Regions from separate parts of the Arachis hypogaea genome. Here region 2 is linked to region 1. A link is a contact called in public Hi-C data. All regions are on one chromosome and are shown on one strand. The core of a region is the stretch at or near the end of the contact, and the rest is flanking DNA. Distances in the headings are between cores, read along the strand shown. Region 1 holds the start of LOC140180588. Region 2 has its middle 25 kb from the start of LOC112764509.

Region 1 (6,120 bases), core at 1,821-4,320:
TTTAGTTGGACATAATTTTATTGACCAGTGCATCCAGCATTTTATACACGTTGTGATTCAAAATGTGTTATTTTCTACTTTGAGATGGCCTTTCAAATATGAAAGGCCCAAAAGGCCAAAACTATGAATCCTGGATTAGAAGTGAGGAAAGAAGTTACACGACCAATAAAAACAATGCTTGAGGGAAGAATATATTTAATGGATTTGGATTCTCTAAAGTTTGAATTTCACTTTAGAGAGTAAAGTGTGATCTCTCACCATTTATTTTATAGGTGAGACCAAAAATAAAAATGAGAGAGAAACTATTCAAGGGTAGAAGATCACATTTTATCTTCTAAAGTATAAATTTAAAATTTAGAGGATGCAAATTCATATTTAATTTATCTAAGTACGCTGAATTTGTTGTCACTTGTCAGTCAATTTTCTTCATTTCTTCTACCGGAAAAAAGTTAATTATGTATGCTATGTTCATTATCACTTCTTTTTAATCTCTTATAATGATTGCTTCCGAAAGTGTATTATAAATTTTATAAAATGAGAATATTGAAAACATTATACTAACAACGTATCGAATGTTCTAAAACTAAACTCGTACTCAAACAGTCAAACTACTACAACCAACATTTCATGCTCTCAGAATTAGAAAACAATTAATGCTATTGTAAAACCGTGTGTGATTAGAATTAAATCTTACTATAACTAAGTTAACAGTGTTGGAAACAATATATAATTAATTTGTACACGTTGTGGAAAACGTGGGAATAAAATTTATACTGATAACGATCTCAATATTATTCTCATTTCATTTGATACAATTTGATCATTGATTCTTTTTCCATCAAACATGGCATTTTATTTAGATTTTTCTGTAATTAAGAAGGGGAGAAAAAAAGTCAGGACAAGAAACTGGGTCGCTTGCTTCCTCTGACGTTTATTCCATTTTGGTCAGGTTGCATTGTGATATAAATTTCATATATAATCATAATTGTTAAAATCAAATCACCAAACAATCCAATCAAACGTTAGATAATTGGTAGAATGCTTTATTTTAAAATTTTAATTTAATTCATATAAAGAATTTTTTATTTCATTATTAGTAAGAAGATAGAGTTTTACTTGAAAATATCTATAAACGGTGTTTAATAGGAGGCTGAGAGCGCCATTTTGATAAAATAAGAATTCGCCTCTTTTGTATTATTTTTGACAATCTGCCACCCATAGAATGCTTTCATGGTCGACACGTGGCAATACGCCCTCTTTATATTGTGTTTTTTATATTTAAAAAAAGTTTATTTGGTTCTATAGTTTCGCAAAATTTTTAATTAGATCTCTATACTTTTTTTTTTAATTGAGTCCTTGCACTAATTTATTTTTTTAATTAGATCCCTACACTTTTTTTCTCTTTTATTTGAATCCTTACACCAATATTTTTTTTTAGTTGGGTTAATTAAGTCAATTACTATAAAGGAGGATCTAATTAAAAAAAATTGGTGTGAAGACCTAACTAAAAAAAAATATCAAAACCTAATGAAAAATTTTACAAAACTATAAAACTATAAAAACTAAGAGTAATTAAACCTTAAAAAAAATGTATCTAAAGCAATCTGTCTCGTAGAGATTGTTAACCCTAGAACCTTGCAAAACACCACAACATACAATAATAAAGCATTACACCAACAACGATTCAATATCCAAAAAATGAGCGAAAGAATAAAATGTCACAACTACCCTATCCATACATCTTCAGCTCTTCAAGATGGGTTCAAAACCCCTACTCTCTTGATATACTTGCGAGTTATTTTACAAGTGAATCCACCCTCACAAATAAATGGGGGCAAAGATAAAGATATATATTTGTCTTATTGGGATCCCCTAAATTTTTGCAAAAGGTGAAATTCATAAAATATTCTTGTATTTAAAAATTATTTTATATTATTTTATTGAAAACTATTTCTATTTTATTTTTTTTATTGTGTACATTGGTGATTTTATGTGCTTGAAAATTATGTTAAATTTATGTTTAAATTATGTTTTAATAATATGATAAATTTGATTGAATTGTATTAGATTAAATTATGATCGTAGTATTTTTTAAGTTTTAAAGATTAATATCTGTTTATGCCCTACTCCAATACTATGGTTCAGGCCTAAGTAAGCTAAAAAAGGCCCAATCCAAAGGTTGACCTTTACCGTTTACCGGACATCCTCAAAGAGGTCGGGTTCGACCTAAGCTGGCAAATAACACTTATTCAAATAAGTAGCTGCCTCATAAAATTTCTCGCCCACTTCTAGAAGAGATATCTCAACAACTCTGAGATAAAGGGACGGTTATCCACCTTCAGAAGTGGGACTACTCCAATGGTGGTTATTGGCACATCACCTATAAATACACTGACACCCCTCAAGTATCTCTAAGTTCCAATACTCTCTAAACTTGCTTACCCCCTTGCTAACTTAGGCATCAAAGTGCCACCCCCTCATTTTCTCACGTACATAACTCGGACGGCGGCTCCTAGACGTAAAGTAAGTTAGAGGCCACCTTCTTGTAACGTTTGGGCCTATCCTCCAAGCCCAATCCACCAATCTCAGGTTACCAATGTAACATTGGCACCGTTGCCGAGGACCTGGGAGATCAACTCATAATGGCGGACGACCAGAACGAGGACGGACACACTACATCGGAGTCTGAGGAAGAGCATCAAGATGCAGTCAACAATAATAGAGCCATAATATCTCTGCAAGGAGCGGATAGACAACATATAGAAGGTCCCTCAGGTGTGCAAGACTCAAGAAGAATCCCTCTGAAGTGCACGAACCAGAGAAGGAGGGACAACCTCACTCCGCCGATCTCATGGGGCTGCTACACGGCCACCAAGGGCGGCTAGAACAGCTGGAACAAGAATTGGAACGACAGCAAGAAGCGAAAAAAAACCTAGGGAGAGAGGTTGAGCGACGATAAGGGCTTAAAGAAAAGCTCTTAAAATTAGAATCCAATCTCCGAGGTAGGAGCTCTCGCGTTGACCGAGAAGATACCCCATTGGGAGGAGAAGATTCGTCCAGTGAAGACATCATGAGGGCAAAAGTCCCAAGGAACTTCAAAAGCCCTGACATGGATCTGTACGATGGGACTATCGACCCGAAACACCACCTCAACAACTTTAAGAATCAGATGTATCTAGCCGACGCCTCTGATGCTACCCACTGCAAAGCCTTTCCAACGACTTTGACAAAGACGGCGATGAAGTGGTTCGATAGCCTCCCCCCCAGGTCGGTCACCAGCTTCGACGACCTCTCGCGTAAATTTCTTATGCGATTTTCAATTCAAAAAGACAAAGTCAAGCATGCGCCTAGTCTACTGGGAGTAAAACAGGAGGTCGGAGAACTCCTGAGAGACTACATGGAGAGGTTCAACAAAGCATGCTTGAAAATTCAGGTTCTGCCCACGGAAGCAGTGATCATGGGCCTAGTAAATGGACTCCGAGAAGGACCATTCTCTCAGTCCATCTCGAAAAGACATCTGACTTCTTTAAGCGATGTACAAGAAAGAGCTGAAAAGTACATCAACACGGAGGAGAATGCCAGATTATGGGAACTGAGCTGGTGATCCAGGCACCCTCACTCATCAAGGGAGAAGGAGAGGGAACCCAAGAAGAAAGAAGAAGTTGGGTCTGAAAGGCCCAGAAGATATTATTCTTACACTCCCCTACGAGTTTCCCTAGTCGATATTTACAGAAAAATTTGTCACACTGAAAAGGTACCTCCCCCTTGGCCTATCAAGAACAAGAAGGGGGGAAGTTGTAGCGAATACTATGAATATCACAAGTTATATGGGCACTCTACCAATGATTGTGATAGAAAAGCTCGCCAGAGAAGGTCGGCTTGACAGATATCTCATGGAAAGGTCAGACAATCATGGAAAAAGGAAATGAGATGAGAAAGATCGGAGAGATCCGCCACTACGAACTCCGGAATGACATATATATATGATCTCAGGAGGGTTTCCTGGAGGAGAGGACTCAAAGTCATCTCGTAAAAGACATCTGAAGGAAGTTTACCAGGTCGGGAGAGAACTACCTGACCTCCCAACCATCTGTTTCATCAAAGAAGACAGGCAGGGTATTGTTTCCGAACATGACGATCCGGTGGTAATTACCATGATTCTCGCGAACGCTCATCTACACAGAACCCTAGTGGATCAGGGGAGCTCGGCAGACATCCTGTTCAAACCAGCATTTGACAAGTTGGGATTAGACGAAAAGGAGCTAAGGGCATACCTTGACACCCTCTTTGGACTGGGGGATACACCAATAAAACTACTGGGATTCATACCCCTACATACCACTTTTGGAAAGGGAATGAAATCCAAAACTCTAAGCATCGAATTTATTGTCGTCGATGTGGGCTTGGCCTATAATGCCTTGATAGCTAGAACGACCCTAAATCGGCTTGGAACAGTGGTATCTACCCCCCATCTTTGCATGAAATTCCCAACACCAGAGGAAATTACAACCGTCAGGGGAGATCAGAAGCTGGCGAGAAAGTGTTACAACAAAAGCCTAAACCTGAGGGGTAAAGGCAAGGAGGTGAAGACTATTGAGCTCGGAGGCATCTGAGTTAAGGAAGAATTGCGACCACAGCCCGGAAGAAAGACTGAAGAAGTACAGATCGGGCAAGAGGACGGGAAGACTACCAATATAGGAGCCAATTTGAAGCAGAAGCTGATAAGGCTCCTACAAGAAAATTTTGACTTCTTCGCCTAGAAAGCTTCCGACATGCTCGGGATAGATCCCGAGCTCATGACGCATAAATTGTCGATATATCCAGGGTCCCGACCTATCCAACAGAGAAGACAGAAGCTCGGTCCTGAACGGGCTCAAGTGGTCAAAGAACCAATACAAGCCCTCTTAGAGGCCGGCTTTATCAGAGAAGTCAAGTATCCAGCCTGGCTAGCAAATGTGGTGCTAGTAAAAAAGCAGAACGGCAAGTGGAGGATGTGCGTCGACTACACCGACTTGAATAAGGCGTGTCCAAAAGACCCATATCCTCTTCCAAATATTGATACCCTGGTAGACTCTAGCTCGGGATATCAATACTTGTCATTCATGGATGCGTACTCGAGATATAATCAAATCCCGATGTACAGACCAGATCCGGAAAAAACATCTTTTATCACTCCTAGAGCGAATTACTGCTATGTGGTCATGCCCTTCGGATTGAAAAATGCAGGAACCACATACCAAAGGTTGATGAACAAGGTGTTTGAACCTCACCTTGGGAGTTTAATGGAGGTATATGTGGATGACATGTTAATAAAAACCAAGGATGAGGCTAACCTCCCGACCGACCTCTCGCAAGTCTTCAACACCATAAGGACGTACGGGGCGAGATTGAATCCTTTAAAGTACACCTTTGCAGTGGAGGCTGGAAAATTTCTAGGGTTTATGCTAACACAAATAGGGATTGAAGCTAACCCCAATAAGTGTAGAGCAGTTCTGGAAATGAAGAGCCCGACCTGTTTAAGGGAGGTCAAGCAGTTGAATAGCCGACTTGCAACTCTCTCCAGATTTCTAGCAGGATCAGCATTGAGATCCCTACCACTTTTTTTCCTACTAAGAAAAGGATGCCAGTTCGAATGGACTCCTGAATGCAAGAAGCTTTCTAGGAGTTCAAAAGATTTTTGAGCCAACCTCCCGTTCTGACTCGACTCAAAATCGGGGAATAACTCGTCCTATATTTATCTGTAGTTGAAAAGGCGATGGCGTCAGCATTGATACGGGAGGATGAGGTCGGACATCATCCTGTATACTTTACTAGCAAAGTTCTACAAGGCCCCGAGTTAAGATACCAAAAACTCGAGAAGTTTGCGTATGCCTTAATAGTGGCATGTCGAAGGTTACGGCCTTATTTTCAAACTCATACAATAAAAGTTCGAATGAACCAACTCATGAAGAAAATTCTTCTAAAAATAGACATTACGGGCAGAATGGTTCAATGGGCTATAAAACTATCCGAGTTTGACCTAAAGAATGAAACTCGGATAGCAATTAAAGCCCAGTGCCTGACCGACTTCATGGCGAAAAATACAAGAGATCAAGAGGAGGCCTCCACAACTTGGGAGTT
Region 2 (5,525 bases), core at 766-3,265, 310 kb after region 1:
GATTCACATCACTTTTCCTTTCCAAGACAGAACAAGAAGTTTGGTCTTGTGAAAGATGTAGTTGGTCTGAACTTTTATAGTCATTAATTATCTCAATTTTTTGTAAGATAGATATGTGGCGTGCTTCAAAAATTGTACCTAAAGTCTCCATTGGCATGTTTAGTGAGTGCCTAAGGAATCGAATAAAAACCCTAATAAGATTATGAAAGGTAATATGAGCGTAGACACAAAAGTGAAGCAAGTCATCTCATCACTTATCAGTTATCACATGCGGTACTCTGTTCTCTTTTGATTCTCCATCACTTTCACTTTATTAATTTTCTTTGTTAAGCTGGTAATTTGGTGGCCACAAGTAGTGAATTGTGTACTTTAGAGAAAAAGGTATTCTGTACACCATTTTGTACATTTACGTAGTTGATTAGTAGAAAAGATTATATGGCATATCAATGTTTTTTTTTTTTTTTTAATCTTTGTATTATTTAAGGTGATTATGGATTTATGGTGGTTATTTACATAAAAAAGTTATTTGGGCAATAACACACTAGTTTTAATGACGTGACAACAAATTAGATGGGAGTGGATCATCTCCAGTGAGAAAAAAACTGGATGGTATACAGTGTTCAATCTAACCATTCATTACTCTCTCTCTTATTTATTTCTGGTCCCACTCATAGAATCAAATGTGATAGATCACACTGTATTTTATCAATTGTTAAAAAAACTGGAGATGTATGAGTAATGCATGGAATAACTTAAATTTGAAGTGAACTTTTTTATTACATAATTTAATCATAATTTATTAATTATTAGAGAAAAAAAAAGTTAAAGTTCTTATATTTATTACATTCAAATAGTTTTATAACTTTTAATTCTAATAAATACTCTTTATATGACTATTTCCAAATGTAGTTTATTTTTCTGCTTTTATTTCTTGTTTTTTATTTATGTATATATTATTTTGAAAGAGTACTACGCTTAAAATTGAAACAAAAGATAATTTTAATAGAATTAAGATATACTTAACTTTAATGGAAATGGTAAATTGATTTTGAAACTTACAAAATCATGCTTTTTAATTTTATATATATATATATATATATATATATATATAATATAAAAGCAAGCATACTTTTAATAAATTGTGGTCGAATTCATATATCATGTACAAATATGGTAGAACTAGGATGGTGCAGAAATACAAAGTTACAAATAGCTTAACCACATACTACAACTACCGGTGGAGATAAGGTTCTTAATCGAGCTAGGATATACTTAAGAAAGTAAAGTGTATTCCTAATATGGAATAAGACTCAATGTTCCAAAATTTTTTTAAAAAATAAACATTCAATCCCAGACAAATTTTTATTTTTTAAAAATTTTTGAAAATTAATTTTATTGAATAGATTGGTTTTTTTCTGCCGTTTTGAAGAGCAAATAATTTGTCTTAGAGTGGTATTTTTTGAAAATTTAATTGTTTTATAATAAATTTTTTGAAAATTTTTTTTTATCCAATATGTACATTAAAAAATTAATTGAAAGTGACAAAGAAACTAATTTGTCTTACGAGAATAATTTTTAAAGATTTTTTGAGAATAAAAATTTGCCGAGGATTAAAATACCCGATCTGAATTTTTTGAGTATGAATTTAAATATTTACTCTTTTAAAAATGTTCAATGCAATTTGATTAATAAGTTTTATAACTCTAAACCACATTGGTCCCTTAGTCACTAATTCAATTAACAAAATGGCTAGCTGATACGACACACTAAAAAGTGAGTTAGTGAGACTCAATTTGGTTCCTCAATAGACTAAATTAATCCCAAGTCCACAAATAAAATAAAATAAAAAAAAACTAAATTAATCCATCAACAAATTGAATCTCACAAATTTAGTTTATCTCATTTTTTTTGGTCGTGGAGTTCATCTCAATTTAGATGTGATCGTATTTTAGTGCAATGGTTCATGGGTATCCGTTTGTTTATTTTTTATTTTTTGGGTCTTGGGTTTTTAAAAAGACTGTTGGGCCTCGCCCATTTAATAGGCATGCTTTATTGCTGGTTACTTACTCTCTGCCTTTGATATGTTCTATTAAGTTACAAGTTCGAAAAAAAATTGAATTGGTCATTGAACCTCTTTAGCTATTGATTCATTAGTTTATTGATTCAATCAATTTAATTATAGTTTAGTTAGAATAACTATTTTATAATAAAATAATAAATAAATACACTAAAATATAATTATAATCTAATATAAACTTTAAAATGTCATCTAAATAAAAATATTACATCATCCGTAATATTATAATCTCATGTAAATACAAACTCAATAATTAAATATCACAATCACAAGATCAAAAATAGCACTGCAATAACAGTAATTTATCAAATTAACAAATTCGAGAACATGAACTCAAATCAAAATAATTATTCAAATTAATAATTAGGCAAAAATATAACAACCTAACAATCACATAGCATCTCAACAATAATTTATCAAATTACTAAATTAACAAGATCAAGAACATGAACTTAGATCAGAATAATTGTTCAAATAAACAATTAGACAAAAATACAACAACGTAATAATCACAGGGTCAAAAAACAACACCTCAAGAATAATTTATCAAATTACCAAATTAATAATATCAATAACATGAACTTAAATCAGGATCACAACAATTAAAATAGCTAAAACCAAAAAAGAACAGCAACCTAAATACAAGTTTGTTTTTTCCCAAATATTAGAATAAGCTTGTGGTTGACTATCATTGGAATCAAGAGGATGAGAAGCTTCATTTGAACTAAGAGGATTATAGGCCAAATTTTTTGGATGCATTATTGTAACACCCTACTATACAGAGCTTTACATCTAGGACGTAAATCAGAGGTGGCGAGGCGCTACGACCTCTAAAAGTAAAAATACATAATATAATATAACCGAAGGAAATTGTAACTAGGAGCCTTGAAAGATAAGGTAATAAAAAACGAAACAGAAATCGCATCACTCACGATCGGATCAATGCATAAAGGTAGATAAGGTCAAACGGAAAAGGATAATACATATATATAAGATTAGAGTTTCAAAGATACAATTAACAAGCTCTTGGCTCGACCTGTGAAGCAAAGGCTGACGAGAGTATACATATACATATACATATATGTAACCCCAAAGAGTAATCCCAACACACAAGCTACAAACCTGTTTCTCCAAGTCAACCTCTAGGAGGGACAAAATGCAAAATATACATAGCGGATAATCTATATACATATATACATCAGCAAAATACAAACCCTAAAATCCAAAATAGTTCTTCACTTCCAAAGAGTCTTTAGAAAGCTCAAAGAGGTGCCTCTCAACCTGCATCTGAAAAATAACAACACGTATGGAATGAGAACTAGAGGTTATCAGCATGGTAAAGGTGCCCACATAGATAATATATAAGGTCCCAAGAAAGCCAGAGGCGATTCTAGAACTTTGATACTCAGATTTAAAACTGGAAACCATAAACAGGGTAGTTTGTCTAAGGCTCTTAACCCTAACTCAATTCTAACTTAATTCTAACTTATTCCCTTAGCATCTCGTCTTCTTTCAATCCCCCAAAACTCTGGTGGAACTGCTCTTGTTACTCCTCTGCCAAACGAGGGGCCTCTCAGTTGCACAAACATACAATGCAGAGAAAGAAATCACAAAAAGGATGCAGTTACAGCAAGAAAATCATATAGCAAGTAAGCATAGATATTCAAATAGGCAAACCAAGTAATGCAAACTCAAACAAGACAAACAAATGCATATGATGTATGCCTTTTCTACTGGCCGTGAGTTCACGTGTCAGACACACTCGGTAGCTAACCCGGATATCGTCTCTCTGACTTGCTCCACACTCTTGGGATATAGTGCCTGTTACAGTCTTGGAATATAGTACCTGCCATACTCATAGGATATAGTGCCTGCCGTATTTCCCAGGATAAAGTGTTCCCACACTCTTGGGATATAGCGTCCGCCACACTCTTGGGATATAGTTCCCACCACACTCTTGGGATATAGTGCCCGATACATTTCCCAGGGTAAAGTGCTCACACACTCTTGGGATATAGCACCCGCCACGTTCTTAGGATATAGTACCTGACACACTCATGGGATATAGTACCCGACACACTTTACAAATAGAGAAAAAACTTAAACATACTCAACATCAACAATCTCAATCAGGCCTCAATTATCATATTCATTCATTCAATATCTTTATGGCCAATATTCGTCAATTATAAAAATTTTCACACTTTCTAAATTAATCATAATCATTTAATCATCAATCATATTTCAATAATAATTCATCATTTCAATTAATCGGCATCATTTCAGCCTCAAACATCTCAGACTCAGCCTTCTATACTTTCTCAGCTCATTCAATATCAACTTAACTGTTATTCACCTCATATACATTTACAACTTCCTAACTCAAGTTCTTTTTTTCTCTACTTCCTCTATGGGTCTACTATCCTTCTTAAACTCAAGAGCTAGGTATCGGACCAAAAAGGATAGGTAAAAGAGGTTGGAAGCTAGAGAATTGGTAAAACCTAAAAAAAAAAACTCACTTGTGCTGCAAAAAAGGGGGCTCGCGTACGCGGCCTTGAAAATCTTCCATCCCGCGTACGTGTCACTTGCCCGCATACGCGGATGTGCGAACCTGAAATGAAATCCTGCGGCGCGTGCGTGTGTCTCGCGTACATAGAGGTGTGAAAAGCGAGGGTCCACATACATGGGATTGCTCTGCGTACATGAGACGTATGAGCAGTGCCCACCGTCCATGTCGCGTGTGCCAGTCGCGTACGCATTTCTCCATTTTCCCCCAAAAACTAGCAAAGTTCCATAATTCACCTTTCGCGCACCAAACTGCAAATTCACATAACTCTTTTGTTTTAAAATATTTTTCATACGTTCTTCAAACGGCATAAACTTCACGGATCTAAATTTTCATTTAAATCAAGTTTGATGAAAATTGAGGGTCCAGAAGCCGAGTTATGGCTTACTGAAGTTGTTCCAAAATTAGATTTTTCAAAAGCAACATTAGTCCTCATTTTCTACCAAAACCTCAAAACACATAACCTCTTTTCACAACCATTACAAACCCATACTCATAATCATTATTCGTTATCAATAACTCCTAACCAAATTACTCTCAATCATTTTCGATACAAACCATACATAATCTTCTCTATGCAACATCATTTTCATAATTCATTATCATCACACAATCTCATCACCATTATTATTCAACATTTACCATCATCAATCATTCAATATACATTTCAACCACCAAAATAATAATTATCAACACAAGTCATTAATCCTCAACCATACATACCATACAACCTATCTTAGGATCATTTAGCCTAAATTTTCACGACACATTACATGTTACCAATGAAAAAACTAAACCATACCTTAGCTGATTTCTCCCTAATGCTAGAGCACCTTAATTTCACCGTTTCCTCAAGCTTTCACTTCACCAAAATCACACCAA

What was found. A called contact is a pair of places that touch in the nucleus more often than the background predicts.
Region 2: a Hi-C map of an unstated tissue shows a contact between it and region 1, with 5 times the contacts expected there. The contact joins the enhancer-like site here to the promoter of LOC140180588 in region 1. A contact is called at or near these places in 3 of 8 Hi-C or Micro-C datasets (leaf and an unstated tissue).

The regions. Positions count from the first base shown.
Region 1 is chr17:42,544,352-42,550,471 of arahy.Tifrunner.gnm2.J5K5, forward strand. It overlaps LOC140180588, which reads left to right and starts at 3,071. Exons shown (of 1, transcript XM_072221833.1): 1 at 3,071-3,604. The coding sequence starts at 3,071. The coding sequence ends at 3,604.
Region 2 is chr17:42,860,071-42,865,595 of arahy.Tifrunner.gnm2.J5K5, forward strand. No RefSeq gene overlaps it. Among protein-coding and RNA genes, the nearest start is that of LOC112764509, 25 kb to the left of the region's middle. Within about 2 kb of position 2,016, at least 1 of the 3 cell types and tissues checked has open chromatin away from gene starts, as enhancers often do.